4 separate regions of the Mus musculus genome follow, and all the other regions are linked to region 2. The links are chromatin contacts, called in public HiChIP or PLAC-seq maps. All regions are on one chromosome and are shown on one strand. The core of a region is the stretch at or near the end of the contact, and the rest is flanking DNA. Distances in the headings are between cores, read along the strand shown. Region 1 has its middle 34 kb from the start of 1810007D17Rik. Region 2 overlaps Atrnl1 (attractin like 1). Region 3 overlaps Ablim1 (actin-binding LIM protein 1). Region 4 overlaps Gfra1 (glial cell line derived neurotrophic factor family receptor alpha 1).

Evidence for each region. HiChIP or PLAC-seq counts read pairs in DNA pulled down with a chosen protein or histone mark.
Region 1: an H3K27ac HiChIP or PLAC-seq map of embryonic stem cells shows a contact between it and region 2, with 5 times the contacts expected there. The contact joins two enhancer-like sites. A contact is called at or near these places in 22 of 484 Hi-C or Micro-C datasets (the AML12 cell line, the Ba/F3 cell line, the C2C12 cell line and 17 more), 4 of 115 datasets of contacts at active chromatin or transcription factors (astrocytes, cardiomyocytes and embryonic stem cells) and 1 of 9 other capture datasets (embryonic stem cells).
Region 3: a contact with region 2 is called in an H3K27ac HiChIP or PLAC-seq map of embryonic stem cells, with 3 times the contacts expected there. The contact joins two enhancer-like sites. A contact is called at or near these places in 1 of 15 datasets of contacts at CTCF or cohesin (the NIH/3T3 cell line), 2 of 484 Hi-C or Micro-C datasets (liver and tail fibroblasts) and 4 of 115 datasets of contacts at active chromatin or transcription factors (astrocytes, embryonic stem cells and large pre-B cells).
Region 4: an H3K27ac HiChIP or PLAC-seq map of embryonic stem cells shows a contact between it and region 2, with 3 times the contacts expected there. The contact joins two enhancer-like sites. A contact is called at or near these places in 2 of 115 datasets of contacts at active chromatin or transcription factors (astrocytes and embryonic stem cells) and 1 of 9 other capture datasets (embryonic stem cells).

What each region holds. Positions count from the first base shown.
Region 1 is chr19:58,569,804-58,575,665 of GRCm38.p6, forward strand. No RefSeq gene overlaps it. Among named protein-coding and RNA genes, the nearest start is that of 1810007D17Rik, 34 kb to the right of the region's middle. Within about 2 kb of position 2,603, at least 7 of the 459 cell types and tissues checked have an H3K27ac peak or open chromatin away from gene starts, as enhancers often do. A contact at or near this core is called in embryonic stem cells, where this site is marked.
Region 2 is chr19:57,665,704-57,671,557 of GRCm38.p6, forward strand. All of the region lies in intron 9 of Atrnl1 (attractin like 1), which reads left to right. Among named protein-coding and RNA genes, the nearest start is that of Atrnl1, 58 kb to the left of the region's middle. Within about 2 kb of position 2,443, at least 14 of the 459 cell types and tissues checked have an H3K27ac peak or open chromatin away from gene starts, as enhancers often do. A contact at or near this core is called in embryonic stem cells, where this site is marked.
Region 3 is chr19:57,138,580-57,144,411 of GRCm38.p6, forward strand. The region is part of intron 4 of Ablim1 (actin-binding LIM protein 1); the gene reads right to left. Among named protein-coding and RNA genes, the nearest start is that of Ablim1, 75 kb to the right of the region's middle. Within about 2 kb of position 3,347, at least 12 of the 459 cell types and tissues checked have an H3K27ac peak or open chromatin away from gene starts, as enhancers often do. A contact at or near this core is called in embryonic stem cells, where this site is marked.
Region 4 is chr19:58,394,225-58,399,623 of GRCm38.p6, forward strand. All of the region lies in intron 4 of Gfra1 (glial cell line derived neurotrophic factor family receptor alpha 1), which reads right to left. Among named protein-coding and RNA genes, the nearest start is that of Gfra1, 58 kb to the right of the region's middle. Within about 2 kb of position 2,592, at least 34 of the 459 cell types and tissues checked have an H3K27ac peak or open chromatin away from gene starts, as enhancers often do. A contact at or near this core is called in embryonic stem cells, where this site is marked.

The sequences.
Region 1 (5,862 bases), core at 1,353-3,852, 900 kb after region 2:
AGAGAGAGAGAGAGAGAGAGAGAGAAAGAAAAGACCCAAACACTAGAAAACCAACAACATGGAAGGAATCATTTCACAACTTTCATTAATAGCTCTTAAATATTAATGGTCTCAATTCTCTAATCAAAAGACACAGACTAACATTGGATCAAAAGGTAGGGATATTTATTTATGGCCTCTTAGGAAATGAACCCCATCATAAAAGACAGATACTATTGTGGGACTGTGACAGGCAGCTTATTTTGATTGGGGCTTGCTCCAGCGACCCAGTAGAGAACTCTACAAGGGATGGAAAATTGAGCCACATTCCCAGAGTAAGGTGCCCCAGCACAGAGCCCCAAACTCCATAATTCTGTGACTACCAGTCAAGTAGACAATGTCCTAAGCTTATGGCATTCTGGCTAGACTCCACCCCCATATACTATACTATATACTATACTATAGCCAGGTATGCTCTTCCCCACAGTTTGTTACCTGGTAACAGCAAGATAGCCCAGCCCACTCACTATAAGAGGGGCTGCTTTGCCCCTCCTCACTCTTTAAGCCCTCACCTTTCTTACTCTCCAGCCCTCCTTCTCTCTTTTTTCCCCCCAACCCCAATGTGGCCATGACCAGCCTCTCTCTCCTGCCTTTCTACAATAAAGCTCTAAAACCATAGACTATCTCTGCTCATCAAGGCCAGAACGATGGGATAGGCTTTCTCCTAATGAGTCACGTCTAACCTCCTGCCAGAAGGCCAGACCAAGGACTCTCACCTGCGTGGGAACCATCCAGTGCCCCCTATCCCCCTGCCCTCTCCTGCCTTCGGCCCCCAAGCGTGCGGCAGTTTCTGCATCCACCTGCCCAGAGCACTGGAACTCTGGCAGGATGCGGGTTTTCTCCCACTCCCCTTTATTCCCCAGCACCCACGGCCCCACATACTATCTTGTAGTGAAAGGATGGAAAAGGTATTCTAAGCCAATGGATGTAGGAGCACACAGATTCCGGTATGAGACAAACTAGACTTCACAGAAGGATTAGTGAGAAAAGATGAAGATGGCCACTTCATACTGGTTCAGGGCACATAAATATTCTAAATATATGCTCCCAGCACAGGTACATCCAATTTCATTATGAAGAACTCCTAAAGATAAACTCACAAGCCTAGCACAACAGTAGTGGGTGACTGCAATACCCGACTTCCACTGATTGACAGGTCATCCCAACAAAAACCAAACAGAATTGGCGGAATTAAATGATATCATACATTGAGTGGATTTTTTAATTGAACATTTTAATCATGTTTAAGTACAGTATATTTACATCGTTGTGTAGCTATAATTGGTAAATAGTAATTTAGTAAGTGAATTACCAAACTGGATGGCAATTCTGTATTTTTTTTAATGAAGGTCCTGCTGATTTCCATAGCAACAGCATTATTTTACATTCCTACCAGCATTTCCCATTTTCACCAACACTTGCTATCTTCTGTTTTTGCAAACAGCCATCACAATTGTTGTGCTCAGTAGGTTTTGACAAATACAAACATTTGACCATAATGTCCTTGAACATCGGTCACCATAGGAAAGTTTCCCAGTGCCCTCATTTGCCCTTCTGCCTGTCCAGTCAGTTTCTGATCCTGCAGCACCAAGGCTTAGGTCTCTTTAACTGCTTGTTTTGTTCCATATCATATTTGTACCACATCACAATGTCTTTTTCCTTTTAAGATTATTTTTAATTACATGTGTGAGTGCAGGTGCCCTTGAAGGCTGGAGGCACCAGATCTTCTCCTTGGATCTGGAGGTGCAGAGGGTTGTGAGATGCTCAGTGTGGTGCTGGGAATTGAACTCAGGTCCTCTGTGAGAGCAGTACACGCTCTTAGCTAGTGCACCATCCCTCTAGTCCCCTCCATAGTATTTGGACTACAGGAGAGTTAATCTTGATCTTAGGCAATGGGACTCTACCAATTTAACCTTTGTCAGGACTGCCTTGCTTTTCTGGTTCTTTGCAATTCCTTTTAAAATTTAAAGTCACTCATCTTAACATCTGAAAGGGGATTTCACTGAGTCCATATGCTAAGTTGGAGACCCGCTGATTCTGAAATATGGCTTTCTCTCTTCTTAGCTGCATTAGGACTAAGTAGCTTTTCAGGCTTTTCTTTTCAGACTTTTCTTGTGTATTTTTGTAAGATACAAGGAAGATATTTTTAAAAGTATTTTATGTGCTTTATAGCTTTTAACTTAGTATCTCTTTAAACTTCATTATGTAATTATTCACTGCAAGTGTAAATGTAATTTGTAACATTGTTGTGTATCTTGCTGAGTTTGCATCTTAGTTCTACTGAGTTCTAAGAGTCTATAGGATTTTACAAACTAGCATCTGTTAATATTTTTCAACTTAGACGCCTTTTTTTTTCTTTTTGTCTTATTGCACACTGTGTGATACAAATAACGAGTGAATGTGAGCTCAGATATCCTTGCCCTGATTCTGTCCTATGGGAAAAGAATTTAATGTTTGGTTATTAAGTGTAATGTTGGCTGTAGCTTGCTCTGCAGTGCCCTTTATCAGACTGAGGAAGCTCCAGGGTCTTTCCTGTGTGCTCTATATTAGCATTCTACTGATGTGTATCCGGCCTCTGACTGGTGGCCAGCAAGAGTCTAGGTTCTCCCAAGCAGTAACCAGGACCTGCCCTACCTAACTTCCAAGACCAGGATATTCGGGGTTAAATGAGAGTAGTAGATCAGACACTCATCTACACAATAAAGCAAAAACAGAACAAAAGAAAAGCCCAGTGTCAAAGCCCTCAGACTCTACAGTGATTCTAATCTCGAGTGAAGCCCTTTGTGGCTTCGGTACCACCGAGTTTGCTGGGGTAGACATTTTTTCATTTGACCAATCCAGAGCAGAGCCACTTGTCTTTCTTTCCTGGACAGACTTTTAAGATGGGACATGACAGTCGAAGTCTGTGGAGTGCTGGGGTCACTGACAGTGACCAGTGCGATGACTTTGGCTGAGTGACTGATGGAGATAATCGGGTGAGTAGCTCAAATAATCTCTGATTTCACAAACTGCCCATTATTAACCAAAACAAGCTGTTTGTTCTCTCAGGCTCAGCTCAGAAGCTGCCTTGTCCAGCAATCTGTCAGCTGTGAGTAACTACAAGTATGACTGTTGTATAAACGTCTGTGCCGGTGGCTCAGGGCCAGAGACAGTGGTTTTACTTTCCACACCTTTGGATTGCGTTCTTGTGAGCCATTGTGGACATCAGGAGGTATGCATGACACTGGCGGATCTCTGTCAGCTTATCATTTTATTTTATTTTATTTTATTTTATTCCCTGTAACTCTTGATTAGCAGGACGGTCTGAACATTGTCCTTGCTTGATCCTTGCTGTCTCAGACTGATGGCTGACTCCTTGTGAGTAAAGCTGAATTCCCTTTGACTCCTGTTCACCCAACCATAGCCCCACTGCTCACCATGCTCAGCTGCTCTCACTAAACCTGTCACTACTGCTTCTCTCTGTGCACAAGCCAAAAACACACACTCTTCCATTAGGACAGAAAGCAGCTTAGAATGTACATGCATCGTAGATGTCATGTATGCCTAATGATTTATTTAATAGGATAAGTTCCAAAGCTGCCCCGTGTCTGGTTTGCTCCTGATGTGCTCTGAACCATCCTTAGCCATCTTGGATCTTGTACTGGCCAGTACTCTGACCCTGAGAGAAAGAATCTACTGTTGACTGATGCCCACGGGCTAGCACACTGCTGGTTGGTCATGGAGAACTACCTCCATTTCCCTCTGCCCTGAGGCCACATATAAGGAAGACATTCTTAAAGCCAGACAGAAAGGATCTTCATATCCAGCCCTGTATGTTATGTTGCTAAATCCTCATCATAAGAGCAGGTGAAGCTTTAGAAGACCATAGCTGGAGTCAGATTCACTTTCCTTGCTTCTGGTGCGCACATTTCCTGTGTTCTGCTGTGGGTGAGGATGCACTCGCTGTGGGTGAGGATGCACTCGCTGTGGGTGAGGATGCACTCACTGTGGGTGAGGATTGACTCTCTGAGGGTGAGGATGCACTCACTGTGGGTGAGGATTGACTCTCTGAGGGTGAGGATGCACTCACTGTGGGTGAGGATGCACTCCCTGTGGGTGAGGATGCACTCACTGTGGGTGAGGATGCACTCGCTGTGGGTGAGGATGCACTCACTGTGGGTGAGGATGCACTCGCTGTGGGTGAGGATGCACTCGCTGTGGGTGAGGATGCACTCGCTGTGGGTGAGGATGCACTCGCTGTGGGTGAGGATTGACTCTCTGAGGGTGAGGATGCACTCACTGTGGGTGAGGATGCACTCACTGTGGGTGAGGATGCACTCGCTGAGGGTGAGGATGTACTCGCTGTGGGTGAGGATGCACTCACTGTGGGTGAGGATGCACTCACTGTGGGTGAGGATGCACTCGCTGTGGGTGAGGATGCACTCGCTGTGGGTGAGGATTGACTCTCTGAGGGTGAGGGTGCACTCACTGTGGGTGAGGATGCACTCACTGAGGGTGAGGATGCACTCGCTGAGGGTGAGGATGCACTCACTGTGGGTGAGGATGCACTCACTGAGGGTGAGGATACACTGAGAATTCACTAGCTGTATCCTTGAACTGCAGGTGAAGCTTTAGAAGACCATAGCTGGAGTCAGATTCACTTTCCTTGCTTCTGGTGCGCACATTTCCTGTGTTCTGCTAACTGGGCAATAGGTTTCTGCTGCTATAATAGTGAATGACAGTATCATGTGTATGCATGTTTTATACACATATTCATATACATATACATGTTTCATGTATATGTTTGTGTATACGGCTTCTTTGTGATTCCACTGCATGTTATGTTGGGAAAGTTTTATTGGTGCTGCACCTTGGCTTTTAAGTGGTCCCAGAGATCTGGATGGGAACTCTTGGCTATCAGGGAGGCATTATTGAGCAGATATAGGACCTTAGGGAAGTGAAGCCCAGTGGGAAATCTTTGGGTCATTGGGGGACTGTGGGACCTTCTTGCTGCTTTAGTTTCACTTCTCAACTATGGAGTGCTTCTCAACTACTGAGTGCCACACACTCAGTTGGCCAAAATAATCCTTGATGTGAAAGCATGTTTATTGGTTCCTAATCTCTCATTCCTGTGGTCATTCATACACATAATCCAGTTTTTCAGATGTTAGTGGGTGTATAACAACTGGAGGGTGGCTTCATTAATTTTCCATAATTAAAGTGGTCATTTCTCTCATCTCTCCTTTTGGGGTTACCCTCCCATCTAGCTCACAAGATGTTACCTTGATGTCTGAAGGAACCGAAAGGTAACAAAAACACCCTGTGGATTTATAAAGTCAGCTGTGGAAAATATTGAGTTCTAGAGTGAAGAAGCCATGGAAACTCTTCCCCCTCTCTCTAGGGCTGGTGAAGGCTACAAATGTTCAGAGGAATAGCACAGAAACATACCATTTTTCTGGTATGTATGTGTGCAGAGCATCTACTTAAAACAGTAATGGCAGAGATGGACCAGTAGCTGAGGTCAGTCACCCTTTGTACGGAAACATCAGAAGCGCTGCGTACTTTTATGGGCAGTGAAGGCTCTTTGAGAGAGAAGAGCAGGCTGTCCGGCTGACTGTGAAGCCTTTACTACTCAGTCATCCCTCCAGCTCCATGAGATTTAATATCTGGAGTCCTCGGAGGGAGCCTCCCTGAGGGAGAGGAGCCCCTCTCTGGTCTTCAGGAGAAGGAGAGAATGAAAGAAAGGGGAGGGAGAGAACGAAGAAGGAGGGAGAAGGGGATGGGGAGAGGGGGAAATGAATCAAGGATAACCAAAAAACAGGGACGAGGAAGGGCAGAGGTCAG
Region 2 (5,854 bases), core at 1,193-3,692:
GAACAACATACAGCGTGGCGCTTGGCCCCAACTGAGACATCATAATGAAACCCAAAGTTCAGAGACGGGGACAGAAAGATGAATAGCCAGAGGGCCAGGATGTCTGCTGCGAGACCGTGACCTCTGTATATGGCAGGGAAGTTGTACTTTTGGACAAGATCTGCGTGATGACATCATTGATTGATGTGACAGTGTGGATGAGAAATCTTACAGAGCCTCGCCTATAGATGGAGAACTACAGGCAGTTAAAGGCTGCTGAGAGAGAGATTGTCTTCTCCAAAGATGAGATACCCTGACTGGTTATCCAGTCCCAAGAGGCCATCCTTAAAACACACATACATGCAAAGAACCCAGCATGAACTCATAAGATCGTGTGCGTGCACGGAAGTGTGATCGGTGTGCATTCTGTGAAATTTCAAAATAATCCATAAAAATATCGGGAAGTATGTTGGGAACAAATTTTTATTTATTTTCTTGGTTTGGTGCCAGCCTGTACCAAAACCCTTTTGAGAGTTCATTATCTGATAATAACATTTTTCTCAAAGTAATTTGGCTATTATCATGATTTAGTAACTCAAATCAACTTTAGTCAAATATTACTATTGATTTCTGCTTAGCTAATATTTTGATAAGGAACTAAAATCTTTCTGAACATGAAATAGGATCATGCTTCTTGGATTTTTCATGTTAATTATTTGGTGTGAAGGCTATATTAGATGCATTATTTGGGGGGTGTATTCTTTTAATGCTTTTAAAACCACATTTTTAAGACCAAACTTATTTTTTTTCAACAGTAGTTTGTAACTATAGCCTTTAAGAGAACTAAAGGTGACTTTTGATGTATAGAATTTTAACAATGGAATTTATTTCAAAGTGGTTATAAGGATATTCAGATTATTCAGTGATTATTACATGATTCGGTTTTTATAAGTATTTTAAAGAACTGATCTATGAAATTGATATATTACTCATTAAATCATTAATTATAACACTATTATTCTTACAATGCAATACCTTTTAAAAGTTAGATGTATTACAGAGTAATGGTCTCATTGTGGCTTTCCCTGTGCTCCGGCCCTGTTTACTGTCTCTCCCTCCATCACACTCTCCCCTCTCTTTCATGCACCTTTACTTTCACATAACTTTTAAATTTCACACGTGAGAGCATGTAACAGCTGTCTGTCTGACATTATGCTCAGTGCGGTGCCCAGCCCCAACTGATACATCACAACACAACCCGTACACCTAAGGCTCAGAGAACTGGGGCAGAAGGATTAACAGCCAGGGGACCAGGAGGTCTGCTGTGAGACCGTGACATCTGTACAGGTGAGGGAAGTTGTACCCATGAAATCTAGAAAGTATGAACAAGATCTGCGTGGTGACATCATTCCCGTTGATGTGCAGTGTGGATGAGAAACCTTTCAGGGGTTCACCCATAGATGAAGAACTAGACAGTTAAGCAGCTTAACTGAAAGCTAAGCTCCACCCACTTCCCTGCAAATGGCGTCGTGTGTTTGAGTGGACAAAGCTTTTCAGCGCACTATTTAGCCACTTCAATAGGCTGTACTGAAGCCCTCCCTGTTATTTTCACGTGCACTTCTGAGAACACACAGTGATCGCGGAACTTTTAGACATGTATTTGACACCTCTGTCTTTATTTACATATGGGGCAGTACACTTCTTTTGGGTTCCATTTCTTTGTATGATTTGGAAACCATTCTTTTGGGGTTTTTTTTTTTTGTTGCACTGTTTTTATGTGATGGTATTTTGTTACAAAATTTCTTATGACAGTTCTTGGCTTGCACTTTTATTCTTTGAGCATTATCTAAATTAACCAAGACCTCATCATTAGAATTATCTTTCATAAAACAAAAATAGAAATTAAGGCCTCAGCAGTTAGTTTTCACGGTTTGTGCTTTTTGGTACTTCTAAAGAATTCATCATCAACCTCACCTCCTGGATTTTCTCCCATGTTATCCTCTAGGTGTTTATCATATTCTGCCTGTGTGTTTATGTAGCAGTAAATTGTTAATCTGCTCTGGACTCCCGCCTGCAGCTGCGCTTCTCGCTGCTGCCCAATGCTCTGGAGTCCCCGAATGAAACACACACACACACACACACACACACACACACACACACACACACACCGGCTTATTTTTAATATACCCTAAGCAGCGCAATGGCTGGGACACTTCCTATCTCCATGTGACTAACACACACTCCCTTCCGATATTCCTGAGTTATCACTTTCTAAAATCTATATTTTATCTTTGCTGCCCCGGACCTTGCTGGGGAGCCCTCCTGGGGCTGTTTTCCCCTTCACCTACCTGTCGGTGGGCGCTCCCTCCTGCACCTTTTCCTGTGTGGTCCATCTCCTATGTCATCCTCGTGGCGGAATCTCCTCTTCCTCCTTCTCTATCCTTTCCCAGGAATCCTAAAATCCCGCCTCCGACTCCCTACCCAGCCATTGGCTGCCAGTAACTTGATTCACCAATGAGAGCCAACTGGGGGCAGGGACCCCCAGCATCTGAACCCGCAGATTCTCGTGTGATTTTGGGAGCCGAATGAACACAAACAGCATTAGAACCAACCCCCAACATGTTTACTATTTATTCTACATTAATTTTTTTCATCAGTGTAACGAATATTTATGTGGTATGCATACGTGCCTGCATGCGTGTTCATGTGTGTGTGGGTGCACACGTGTGTATGTATACGTGCGTGTGTTTATGGCTGCAATGTGGAGGTCTGAGGTTGACTTACTTCATGAGTTGTAACCCTCTTTTGTGCACCACAGAATATTTCGAAACACGATCTGTTGCTGAACCTGGAGCTCGCCGTTTTGACCATTTTAGCTAGCTTATTCTAGAATGCCCTGTCTCTGCCTCTGCATCACAGTGACGGGTGGGCTCTCCCACAGGCTTTTATATGGGTTCTGGAGTCTGAAGTCTCGTCTCCACATTGGCAGGGCGCGCTCTTTACTGTGAATGTATTTTACAGCGAGTCTTCAGTATGGGTCTAAATTCTTTCTCTATTGTTTACGACTTTTAGTTATTGCAGTGGTGTTTCTTGGGTATGCTATCTTATCGTCATGGAGCAAGTTTTGCTTCTTGTTAAATGTCAGTTGGGTATACTTGGGTTGGTCTGTCTCCGGGCTCTCTAGTCCACTCTCTTACTTACTTGTCCTTGTTTCAGTAACAGACTGCTTCGGCTACTGTAGATCATAGTAAACGCAGAGGACGGGAGCAGTCAGTCCTTTAACTTGATTCAGTATTTTTCTTAAATATTAATTTTACATTCTTAAGTATTTATTTTGTTAAAGTTAGAGTGCCTGGATCTGTGCCTGTGCACAACATTTGCACACGTGTCCACGGAGGCCAGAAGAGGCATCCGATACCCTGGAACTGGAGTTATAAACAGTGTGAGCCACCATATGGATACTGGGACCTAAGCCTGGATCTTCTGCAAGGCACTAAGTGTTCTTAACGGCTAAGAGGTCTCTTCAGCCCTGACTTTGTCTAACTTAAGCCTTTACCTACCCATGTAAATCTTACTCTCCATAATTTACTGGGATTTTGATTGACAATAACTTGTATCGCCAGATCAGCGTAAGAGCTGACAGTTGATTGTATTAATCTTTACATTCGTGTGCATGTAGTATCTCTCCATTCATTTAGAGACTTTTGTTTTTATTTATTTATTTGTTTACATTTATTTGTTTTGAGATAGGGTTTAAATATGCTACCTGGAGTTTGCTATGTAGATCAGGTTGGCCTCAAACTCAAGAGATTCACGTTCCTCTGCCCCTCCCCCCCCAAGTGCTTGATCTTTTCTAAACTCAGAATTTTATAGTCTTTTTCATAAATCTTACATAGAATATTATATGAAGTATACATTTTATTTTTATACTGATACATATGTGTATTTATATATTACTATATAAAATATCTTACTATGTATATACATATAGTAACTATACATACACACACACACACACACACACACACACACACACACACTCAGTTCCCTGGGGAGAGCTTTAGAGACCTCTGTTTGTCTGCCTTTCTCCCTCCTGGAGAGCTTGTATTGTAGGTGCATGGGCTCAGTGACCTGATTCCCCTTGGTGTGGTACCGTTGCTTTATACATAGAGTACTTGTGGTAGGAGGCTGGTATCTTTTAAGCTTGACTCTCTGATATAGAACTTATGCCTTATTAAGGCAGGATCAACATTCTTTGGCTCCACTTTAACCTCATAAGCGAGGTTGATAACTCCCACCTCTGCTGAGGGCTGAGTATGGAAAATCACCCAGACTTCTCTGAGTTTTTCGTGGAATAGAACTTAGGTAAGAATGGGAGCGTGAGATTTGTGGTGGCCTGATACTCTCAGCAACATATGGTTGACCTGAAGTAGGAACCAAGAGATGAAGCACTTTGTTTCCCCGGCTCCACCCCTTGGAGTTGGAGATCTGTCCTTCCTTCCGTACTGGTGTCCTACAGTGGTGAGGAGACACTGGGAAGACATAGTAACACGCCTGATTTAATACACTATTGTTGCTTGTTTCCTTTTCTCCTTACCCTGGAAGAGGGGCCTCAACTGTGACCTTGTGCAAGCAAGGCAGGTACCCTGTGGCTGAGCTTTCTGTTCTTAGCCACACCCCTGTTCTGCTGTCTTAGACTCCTAAGTCTCTGGCATCACAGGCCTATGCCACCTGGTCAGAATCAGTGTTGACATTCCTAACCCAAGCTTAGCAGACATTCTTGAGTAAGTGTATAATGTTGCTCTTCGTAGAGTTTTATGAGATCACAGATTTTCTGAGACCTTAAAACTATTTTGTATTAATTAAGGTTCTTTTCCTGGAGAGACTGTGGAACCCTTAGATGATATTTTTAAAAACATGATTTTAGAGACTAGATACAAACTAACAATTTTATAAATGTTTACTGTGTTTATGTTTTTAATCATAATTGCCACAAAGTATTAATTTATATTACTCTTCATCTTCATTTATTGGTGTATTTAGAGAAATTTATAATTCTGAGCATATGTTTATAGCACTTTATGTAAAATTTACTGTTCCTGAAAAACACATTTCAGAGGATTTATTTTTAAGTATGTGTGTGCATGTGAGTGTGACCACAAGTGCACGTGAGCACAGGTGCCCATGAGCAAGCACAGGTGTGCATGAGCAAGCACAGGTGCCCATGAGCAAGCACAGGTGCCCATGAGCAAGCACAGCTGCACAGGAGCAAGCACAGGTGCCCATGAGCAAGCACAGGTGCCCATGAGCAAGCACAGGTGCCCATGAGCAAGCACAGCTGCACAGGAGCAAGCACAGGTGCCCAGGAGCAAGCACAGGTGCCCATGAGCAAGCACAGGTGCCCATGAGCAAGCACAGGTGCCCAGGAGCAAGCACAGGTGCCCAGGAGCAAGCACAGGTGCCCAGGAGCAAGCACAGGTGCCCATGAGCAAGCACAGCTGCCCAGGAGCAAGCACAGGTGCCCATGAGCAAGCACAGGTGCCCATGAGCAAGCACAGGTGCCCATGAGCAAGCACAGGTGCACATGAGCAAGCACAGGTGTCCATGAGCAAGCACAGGTGCCCATGAGCAGGCACAGGTGCCCATGAGCAAGCACAGGTGCCCATGAGCAGGCACAGGTGCCCATGAGCAAGTACAGCTGCACAGGAGCAAGCACAGCTGCACAGGAGCAAGCACAGCTGCACAGGAGCAAGCACAGGTGTGCGTGAGCAAGCACAGGTGCCCATGAGCAAGCACAGGTGCCCATGAGCAAGCACAGCTGCACAGGAGCAAGCACAGGTGCCCAGGAGCAAGCACAGGTGCCCATGAGCAAGCA
Region 3 (5,832 bases), core at 2,097-4,596, 530 kb before region 2:
GAGGGAACATTTTGATCCCCTGCCGGGGGCTGTGCAGACATGTAGCCGGCCATGTAGCCTTCAGTTCTTTGAGTCTGGGGACTCTCTCACAGGTGATGTCTAAAACACTGGGACCCAGCATGCCCTGCCCAGTGTGCCTCCCCTAAAACATAGCAGGTGACCCAGGTGCCTGAGCCCAGCCAGTGAGCAAGAATGAGTGGGAAGCTCAAGAGGCCTTCAGTCTCTTAGGTAAGATACTATCACCCCACACCAGCTGGCTTGAGTATTCTGGTACACTCTACAGCAAAAACCCCTGTTCTCTGGACAAAGCCATAGCCTGACATCAGGCAGTGGAGCTGGACAAGGGGCAGTGAGAGAGAGGTTCCTACTGGTCGCTCCCTTCCCTCTGCTCAGGCCAACGAGGCTCTTCCATGAAGGACAGCATCTCCTACTTGCCAGCTTCGTGTCTTCTCAGTGGTTGAGAAAATTGTTTCCACATCTCTGAAGCAGCTGCTGGTAAATATAGAAAGTTGGTGCGTGGTAGCTGGGATGATTCTCCAAGTCAGAAATAGGGGACTATGGAGTGGCACCGGGGATGTAAGGTCTGCTGGTAACTCGCCAAAGGAAAAACAATGACCAGGCAGAACACAACCCCGAGGCCCAGCCCTGGACAGGTGAGCCTCAGGGCCTCTCTCCTGACACCACGAGTGGGGACACTAAGTGGGGATCTGGCTGTTCACAGACAAGTTAAATTGAGGCCCAAGCCCACACCTGGCTCCGTTTTTATACCATTTTCTTCAAAGGCAGTAACAGCCTTTAACAGTGGGAACCCTGCCTGCTTGCCTTCAATCTTTTTGGCAAAGGACCCCAAACACCTGCACTTCAGAAGGATTTAAGTTGATGAAGGAGACATATGGCTCTCGGGAAGGATGTGTGGGTCTGCTGAGATGTTTCTCTGGAAAAGGAGGATGAGTGCATGAAGCCATAATGGGAGAAGCACGGGCAACCAAGTTACTACCCATCCCCATGGTTCCGGCATCCCCATGGTTCCGGCATCCCCACCGTCCCAGCATCCCCACCGTCCCAGCATCCCCACGGTCCCAGCATCCCCATGGTTCCGGCATCCCCACGGTTCCAGACCTGCTACTTTATAGACACCTAGAGTATTTTTCATACACCAAATAGTATTTTTCATAAACAAAATTATCAAGTAAATTTATGGCCAGATAGAAGTTGCTATTATTGGAAAATTAAGATTTAGGAGACCCTACCAAGTATACTATTAATAGACTGTTTATAGAAGTACATCATCCTTGGCAGGAACTCAAGGTAAGGGGTTTCAGGGGCGGGGGGGAATACAAAATTTAAGTTCCAAGGCTTGGCTAACATGAGGTTTTAAGTTTTTAATAGAGTGAACTGTTCAACAGAGCTCAGACTTGCCAGCCTTCTCTCTCTCTCTCTCTCTCTCTCTGTGTGTGTGTGTGTGTGTGTGTGTGAGTGTGTGTGTGTGTGTGTGAGTGTGTGTCGGGGGAGGGGGGAGACGGAGACAGACAGACAGACAGGATATTATGTTAGGGTCAGGTGCTTTTGGATTACGATCTTTAACACTTAGCCAGAGAACAGCCACTGGGGGTGCTAAGTGACTGCCCGCTGTGTATGGGATAGCCAGCTCCCATTAGTTATGGTGCCTCCTAAGCCCTAGTGTCAAGTCACCTGCTCTCATCATTGTAACCACTAAGCACTAAGGCTTCTAAACGGGCCTTCAGAGGTTCTGAGCAGGTAGGTTTTTGGTTAACTTGACATCAGCTAGGGAGCGTCTGCTGAGAAAATGCCTCCCTCGGGTGGGCTTGTGGGCAAGCCTGTGGGACATTTCTCTGGTTAGTGATGGATGTGGAAGGGCCTGGCCTACTGTGGGCAGTGCCATCCTTGCATGGGTGGGCCTAGGGTGTATAAGAGAACAGACTGGGCAAGCCATGGAGAGCCAGCCACTAGGCAGTACCCGGCCATGGTCTCTGCTTCAGTTCCAGCCTCCAGGCTCCTGTTCTCGCTTCCCTGAACATGGCGTCTAGTCTGGAAGGTGCAGCAAACCTTCTCGCCTCAGATGGCTTTTATCTGAGTGTTTATCACAGCAGTACAACAAACTAACATAGGTCCTTACTTGGAGACCCACAGATTAAAATGATCCAGATTTTCCTTGTGTGTGTGTGTGTGTGTGTGTGTGTGTGTCTGTCTGTCTGTCTGTGTGTCTGTGTGTGTGTCTGTCTGTGTGTCTGTGTCTGTGTGTGTGTGTGTGTGTGTGTCTCTGTGAGTGTGAAAGCTGGTCCAGAGTTTCAACATCCTTAAGGTATTTGAAAATACTTCCTTGACCAAAAAAGTCTCTACCATCATTTGTCAAGTGGGCATTGCTGGATTATTCTTGGAAGCTGACCTTCATTTTCATCCAGGCTACAGGATACTGCCAGGTCCTAAATTAGACACCTGTGAGCTAACAATTAAGGGCTGGTCCCAGTCCATGTTGCTTATTTAAACCGGTGAGTCCACAGTTTCCTTTTAGAATGTCTTAGCAAATGCCATGGGTACAGGGTCAACATAAGCAAAGGAAGAGTCAGGCATGGTGGTGCTGCCTGTAATCCACAGCTGGAGAGGTACAAGCTGGAAGATTTACCTGGGAATCCCAGAGTTCCAGGACAGCCTGGGCCACAGAGCAAGGCCCAGTCTCAGACACATACAAAATGGAACAAATAAAGACAGGGCACTACACGAAACGCAAAGCTACACATTTGTTAGGCTAAGCACTGTACAGGGTTATTTCTACAGCCTCTTTCTCTCTCTCTCCCTTTCCCTCTCCCTCTCCCTCTCCACCCACCTCTGTGTGTGTGTGTGTGTGTGTGTGTGTGTGTGTGTGTGTGTGTGTGTATGCAGGTGCCCACAGAGGTCAGAGGGTGTCAGATCCCCTGGAGCTGGAATTATAAATGGTTGTGTGCTGCCCAGTACGGGTGCTGGAAGCTGAACTTGGGTCTTCTTGCTTAAGTAGTTTTAAACTTATAGACATCGCTGCCATAAGACAGAAAAGCACCATGATATCAGAAGATTCATAACTGGATAAGGGAAACATATTGTCCATGTAGGTTCTGTGTACCCCCTCTCTATAAAAAAAAGGGGTCTCAGTGCTATTAATCATTTAATCCCAGAAGCTAAAAATGACCCAGGATGATTTTGAAAAGCTTATATGCTGCCCAAGTATGTAACCTTGAACAAGATCTTCCGTAATTGGCCCCTGCTGAGGTCAGCTGTTCCCTCTGCTCTCTCTTGATCGCCATGTTGTAAACAGCACAAGCCCGAGCAGCCTCTGACTGGCTATTTTAAGTGGAGCTTCTTGTTGTCTTTGGAAAACAATACAGCGCAGCAAACCCACTTCTGTGACCCATGACAGCAGCACTCTGTCAGCTTTCTCAGGGCAGCCGAGGGCAGCCCTGGCAGCCGCCACCAGCTAAGTCCTCAAAGATGGAACTGGCAGAGGCATGCCAGCCCATCTTTCTTCCCATGACAGATGCTTACAGAGTTGTACTTTCTTTGGTTGGAGTTCTCATAAATGGGTACCAAGTGTGCCTGTCAAGCTTCCAAGTCAAATCCCTTAAGCCAGGGTTCACAGCCTGCCACAAGGAACACGCCGCCGATTCTCAAGGTGACTCTCCCCTTTAACTGCTCTTGGGTGTGGTTCTTAGTAGTCACAAGACCCAGAGTCCTTCCCTCTCCATTCGTTTAGGAATCCATTGGGGGATGCCTTAGTAGCTAAGGACCCAAGTACTAGGGAGGCACACAGAAGTAGATGCCCCAAGTTCAGTGGTCAGAAAAGTCCCCTTGTTACATCCTACCCAGTAAGAGATTCTACCTCAAAAGCCAAGGTGCATTATCCTGAGGGGTAACACCAAAGGCTGATTTATGGCTCTACATGTATGCACACACACACACACACACACACACACGACCGTTCTCACACCCATGAACAGGCACCCTCCAACATGCATGCACATGTCTTCATACACGTGTACATGCACCCCCACACATGCTTGTCCTCACACACATGAACATGCACCCCCCCCCCCCCGTACATGTCCTCACAGACATGAATATGTACTCCCCTCACACACATACACAGATTTTCTCAAGCAGGAATCCTATGGCTAATACTGTACAGCATGATGCTTATAACTAAAGAAATCTAAGCAAGAGCTACAAAAATTATTTTGTTCAAGCTACCAACAAGGGTTTCTGCTCTGGGTGGAAAAAAAAAACAGAAGGACCAAAAACTCAGAGAGGGAGTAATCGAGAGATGGACAAAGGCCACTCCAAGGGAACTCCACTACTTGCTATCACCTGAGAATATTCAACGATGCCTGGGTCATGCAGGACTTATTAAGAATACCAGGGGAAGGGGCTGGTGAGATGGCTCAGCAGGTAAGAGCACCTGACTGCTCTTCCGAAGGTCCTGAGTTCAAATCCCAGCAACCACGTGGTGGCTCACAACCATCCCTAACGAGATCTGACTCCCTCTTCTGGTGTGTCTGAAGACAGCTACAGTGTACTTACATATAATAATAAATAAATCTTTAAAAAAAAAAAGAATACCAGGGGAAGGTAATTTCCTGGAGAAACTTTAAAGTTGGCAGCCAGGTCTTTGTAGACTTGGAATAGTCCATATACCAAGATGTAAAAGAAAAAATTTCAAATATTTGTACGTACACGTTTAGAATAACTAAAACCAGAAATGACAAACAGTCAATTAACAGACAAATGGACGTTCAGAACATGATTGAGCTCCATCATGGAATACTATCTAACCGTGAAAAGAAATGAAATACAGATAAATGCTACAGCCTGGATGAATCTGGCAAGCACGGCATCAAATGAAGAAGCCAGAAACCAAAGACCGAGATCGGAGTTAGAGGAGTCATCCAGGCCACGCAGATCCACGAAGAGAGCAGCAGATCAGGGGCTGACAGGCTAGAGAGCGAGCAAGATGAGAAACAGCTACTTATGGAAACAAAGTTTTCTTTTAGGGAGTTGAGAATATTCCGAGAGGCAGTCGTGCAGCTTACAGATGTATCAAAGCCACCAAAATGTTTACTTCAGAATGGTAAGTTTTATTCTGCATGAACTTCCTCCAGTGGAATCATCATCAGACTCAGAAGGTCTACCTGATTCCATTGCAGACTTCAACCTGGTAAAAGGCCATAACCGGCTGTGGCCGGGCAGATACCTGGGCTTTTGCCAAGAAGGAAATCACACTTGATTTCCACACCAGCTTCTCAGAGGCAGGCTTCCTTGGCAAGAACCAGCTCTCTCCCTCTCCTCCAAAGAGAATGTGAAGGGTAACTGACAGTCCTCTTACCATTCATGGCTGGAGTCAGAACAAGGGCAAGACAGGGTTTGTGTGTGTGTGTGTGTGTGTGTGTGTGTGTGTGTGTGTGTGTGTGTAGCCATGGCTGTCCTGGAACTACGTAGGCCAGGCTGGCCTCGAACTCAGAGACCTGCCTGCCTTTACCTCCCAAGTGTTGTTATTAAAGACCACCATGTCAGAGCTCTGAAAGCACTTTTAAACTAATCCCTCCAGCATGCCCATTCCCCACAAAGCGATCTCTCGATGTCTGTCTCAATTATCCCTTTCTCTCTCCCTCTCTCAGCCAATGGAAGGACAGGAGGATTGCTGGAGCTTGTTCACCACCAGCATGCCTCCAAGTTCAGGCACAGACCCTGTATAATATAGTCAGTATTAACTGTCAACCTGACAAAAGTTAGAATCATAAGAAATAGGATCTCTAGGTATGTCTGGGAGGAGCCTGTCCACTGTGG
Region 4 (5,399 bases), core at 1,342-3,841, 730 kb after region 2:
CATGGGCATGTTCATGGCTGCATGAAGAGAGGTTTGTGACAATGGCCACAAAGATATCCCTCATTTTTTGGTAGATAGAACTTGGGTTTCTTTAATCTTATATGAGATTTTACATATTACTTTAATCTTTAGCAATGAGCACACCTTATATTCACAATCTCTGTTTAAAACTAACACGTTTGGACAAGCACGTATTGTTGTTACTATGTCCTAAGTAATATATTATCATAGAAGCAATCTAAAGGTGACTTAAGGTATATAGAACAACATTTATAGATTATAAACACATACTGTGGTATTTCTGTAAGGATTTGAGAAGCTGCCGACCTGAGCAGCACAAACCCCTCCTGTGTGCGTTGTGCAGTATGCTCTAGCCTTGGCAATTCATCTTCAGTACAAATTCGAGATGCTACAGCCCAGGGACTGAGGAAAAGGCTGTAGGCAGCCGCTTAAATCTACCACACTACATAAGCTTGCTTCCTAGACCTCACCACCAACACTTAGTCTCTGATCTGCTTGTACTCCTGATAGAGCCCAGCTACCCACCCTTCAAGTGTCATAGGCACTGTGAAGTCCCCACAGAGAGGGAACTCACCAGTTCCACCTGTGTCCCTAGAATAATCCATGCATTTCGCAACTATAACATCAATTATAATTATATATCAGTTATTTCTGTAGACTGTGAGCTCCCAAGGAAAGGAGCAATGGACCTTAAACTCCTACCTACATCCAGATCACTCGACACTGTTACCATTGAGAGAGAAGCAAAAGAAGGTGCCTCTCTCTCTGTCTTACCACTCCCTTAACATACAAGATAAGGAGACTGAGTCTAGGATAAATGAAAAATCTTTTCCTAAGGTCATACGTGGACCACAAGGCTGAGCCAGGACTACATGAGACTCATTTAACCTTAATAAAGTTCAAATGCTTATCATGACTATTAGCAAAGAACAAATTAGACATTTATCATCCCCCTTTAATGAATACAGACAAAAACCTTCAACCTTGAAAACATCAGGGAAATGAGATTAATCTCTTAAATACAGACCCAGTCTCGACATCCGCCCAGAATCCTCAGCCTCCTCTCCATGATTCTGACAAAGAGCATTTCCTTTGAAACTGGGAGTTGATTGAGTCACTGGACAGCACCACCAGCAGGTTGTGGGGAAGGGAGCTCAGGGCTGACTTTTTAGCCTTTCTCCTTGCGATCCTACTGTGTGCTTCACATCTTTGCAGACAGATGTGCACAGATGTTACTCAGGCCTGCAATCCCCAAAAAGACTCCTCATGTTCACGTGGCTATTTCAGGTTGCCATCATCTTTTAAAAAGCTCTTCCAAGCTTGCTTTCACGATTGAGTTTTACCCACGTGTAAATCCAAACAGACTCTTAGTACTACACAGGCACCATCTTGGAATTTACACCCTAAGTTCCTGTCCTTGGGGGTCTGTGGCATAAGTCTTCCGACTCTTAGCAGCATTCACTCCACATTCCTTGTAATAATGGCTCACGGGTCTTTTAAATTGTCATGTTAACAGATGAAGATGGCCACCCAAGCTCAAGGTGGGATGGTGTGGAGATGGGACAGAGGATACGGAGGAGGAGGAGGGGAGCTGACTGTGTTCACATGGTTCAGCAACATGTTACACCCCACCACACACACACTGTCCCCAGATCAATGGATGTTACAAGATACTGGCCCCCAAAGTTCACCACACTGTTCTGGGCTCCAGCGTTTGTGAGCACAGCATCGATTTCCACAGTCATCGGCTTTGCCGCTTCTAAAGATCAAAGCGTGCAGACCGGGAGTCCGGGGTCACAGTTTCGGTCTAACCAACCACAGAGAATTATTCAGGAGATGGCCTGCCCCCTCTGACCTCCCATTTCCTTGCTACAGATTCTAAAACCGCTCCATGCCCCTGGGAAGGTGAAGTTCACTGAGATATTTAAGCCGCTGAAAGCCACACTGAGTGTAAGACACTGTGGCATTTTCTACCCTTGCAGGACTCAGAATCACACAAATCCAGAGCTGGGCGTTGCCAGTGACCACCACCCCAGCCACAATGAGGTGGAGCCCGAAGGACACCAGGAACAGTGACGAAGAGGAAACCAACTCCTTCAGACAAAGCTTTGCTCAGACTCACGTGAACAAAGAAAGCCTGTTCCCCAGCCCCTCACCCCCAACTCCCCCGCCCTCCAGCCCCTGGAGCCCTTCTAGCCCTGGAGACAGATGAAAGGCCATGTGTGAGCTGGCCATTCATATGTGGGAAGAAAACAAGGAAAAAGGGCTCCAGATCTGCCTTTCTTAACCTGATGGAAGACCAAGGATGTGTGCCCCTCCCCCACTGCTGTGGAGGGATTCAACAACCCCTCCCCCAGCTCTGTAATGCATGGAGTCCTCAGAGACCCAGCCCATAAAAAGACTAGATTATTTATTATTATTAATAAGTTATGGCAATTAGGCTGGGTGATTCCTGAATGTGGCTGATGAGAAATTTTCTTGAGTATTGCTCACCCACACTGGTAGTGTTTACCTCTATTAAAAATGATTTAACTACACTCTGGGTGAACCCCTGTCTTGGGCCTGGGTTAATAATTAGCAGCGCACAGAGCCATGCGGGTTAAGTGAGTCGGCTGTCCTTTATTTACCTATTGCTCTGTTTTATGAGGAGAAGGGGATGGCCGTCTTACTCTGAATAATTTACTATTTCAATCCACAGTCCCTGACTACAGGTAGAGAAACCTCACCATTATTACAGTATCACACTTACCCCATATACCACAGCATTCAAGATCTGCCCAACAGAGGGAGTGTGCATGACTTCTGGGGGGGGGGGGGAGTTACTACTTCCCAAACAATGTAATCACACTCATCTCTCTACTCGTCTTTCTTTCTCAGGTTAAATTATATATGAGGGCAGTTTAGTTTCTTGAAAATGCATGCACTTAACTCCCATTTAAGAAGTCTCACCTGGGGAGACAGCTGCCTTACGAGTCCTCCTGTGGTTTGAGCTACTGAGAGAAAAATCCTTTTTCAAGTCCAGGGCTTTTACAGTAAAGCGCTATAAATTTTACTTGCACCCAACTAACCAGGGCCTGGGATGAGATCTGGAGAGTGGCTGGAGTGAATGTTGCTCCCTTGAAAGGAGTCACAGTCACCATTAACCGAAGTCACATTCAGTATCATCATGGAGTCCCCAAGCCCAGCCAGCCCCACACGTGGTTCAAGGGGTAACCAAAATCCAACTGAATTCTACCACTGCAAATCAGTAAGAGCGAAATGAATTCTCTTCTGCACTGAAAAGTAGGATTGGCTCATGCTTCTCCTGAGTGAGGACAAGCTCTCTTTTTACCCATTATCTTATGTTTTATTTCAAAATGTCCATTTTTTTGTGTTATATACTTAAAAGCATCAGAGTGTATTGTGTGCGTGTGCGTGTGGGCAGTGCAGTTTCAAGGTGCACATATCTGAGCCTGCATGTATGTTTGTATTCGTGTGGAGGTCACAAATTAATATCCCACGTCTCTCTTTAATAATCACCCTCTACCTTTTCTGGAGACAGACTCTCACAGATTCAGCTAGGCTAGCCTGGCAGATGAAATTCAAGGATCCACCTGTCTCGGTCTCCACTTTCTATGAACTGGTGAACGCTTCTAGGTCAGTCTGGTTTTATGTACACATCATGGGAATCGCAACTTAGGCCCTCATGCCTGCAGAGCACTTTGACATCTGCACCATCTTCCCAGTCCAGCATACCACCAGTCCCTGTTGTAAGCTGACAAAGTTGAAGTCCGATTTTACCACATATACCTGCTTGTCCCGAAGGAGGCAGGGTGCCACATCACCATGGCAGGGGTCACTGCGTTGTAAAAACCCAGAATCAGGACTTAGCCTTCTCCAAGGAAGACAGGATAACTGCTCTGTCCAGAATAGAGGAGAAACCCTTTTACTTCTCAGAGGAATCTCATGTGGATGGAGCAGATTGAGCTTGACACCTCAATCAGCACACACATGTGGACATGGAATTCAAACAAGACTTGATCGAACCCCGGCTGAACCACCTTCCTAGCCAGCTCCAAGTAGCTGCTAGATTCTTCCAATCTTGGTTTCCTCATCTGCAAGAAAACCGATCTTCCTTTCAGAATTCCCATGAGCACCATCAGGGTCTCTCACATGTATAACCTTTGGCACTTGGAAGTTGATCCATGGTACTTATTTCACAAGTGAGCCAATGCTAACGTTACAATAAGCAGAATAGAACACGGTCTCAGATAGACAGATTTTCACAGTCGTCTCATCCCTTGGTCTTCTCTGACCTGCAACACTCATTTAACAATGTTCCTAATGCTTAGAAGTAGCCAGAAGATCTTGATGCCCAAAGCAATACCTGTTTTTATGAGACCTCAATGGCCATGGAGAGAAAACTCAAGTAATACACATGAGTGACAAACCTGGGATATGTGAGGGCTTCTACTCACTGCAGTCATGTGACTCAAGGTGTTAGAACCATACTGACTGCCTGCTTGAAAACCTGTGGACAACTGTAACACAGTAGAAAGAGCAGGGTGAAAATTCATTACCTTGTCATGCTTTAGCTAAATGCTAGTAAGAAACCCCAAAGGGGTTCTCAAATATGACCTCATGACTATTACCTTACGAATGACTTATTTTGGGGCCTTGAGATATATGACATCCAACCTTCAAAGGCCAGAGCAGGAAGAACGATGAACAAGCACATCTCAGAGATTCGAGGAACTCAGGGCCTGGCCTTGTTTCCTCTAACCTTACCGACTTCTTCTGGCCCCATCATTACTGAAGGCCCCCAGTTAAGGGGCTTGCAATGGAGACCCACTTTCTATCAACTAAATCAAAACAGGTAGAAACCGCTTGGGGCAGCTCAAAGAATTTGCCTGAGGAAACGGTTTCAGTACTTAATTAAATATACCAAAGTTTGAGCATAACAGAGCCCCTTCCTGCCTGGGTGCAGGTCTGTCACCACTGGAGCAGTGCCAAAGTCATGCTCTCCTCCAGAGGCCATTCCTGCCCTCAGTGGCACCACACAGGCTATGATTTAGTTGGAAGTGTCTCCAAAGCCAGACAGCTCACGCAGCTCCACGCTACACAGCCAGTACCCACAAGCCTCCCACTTCCTTCTGGCACACACACAAATAGTTCAAACTGAACAGAGCCCCCAAGAGCCTTGGCAAAGCTTTAGTGACTATCTCGAACGGCCTGGATGCCCCCAAACTCGCCTCCTACCTGAGTCCTTTGGCATTAGAGTACCTCCCTCGCCTTTTGTTCTTGTCCTGTTCCAGATAGAGGCCCAAGAGAGTTCTGTCACATTCCTCCGTCCTGCACTTACCTCACCTTTCATCATGAAAGAAATGAAGACCAATACT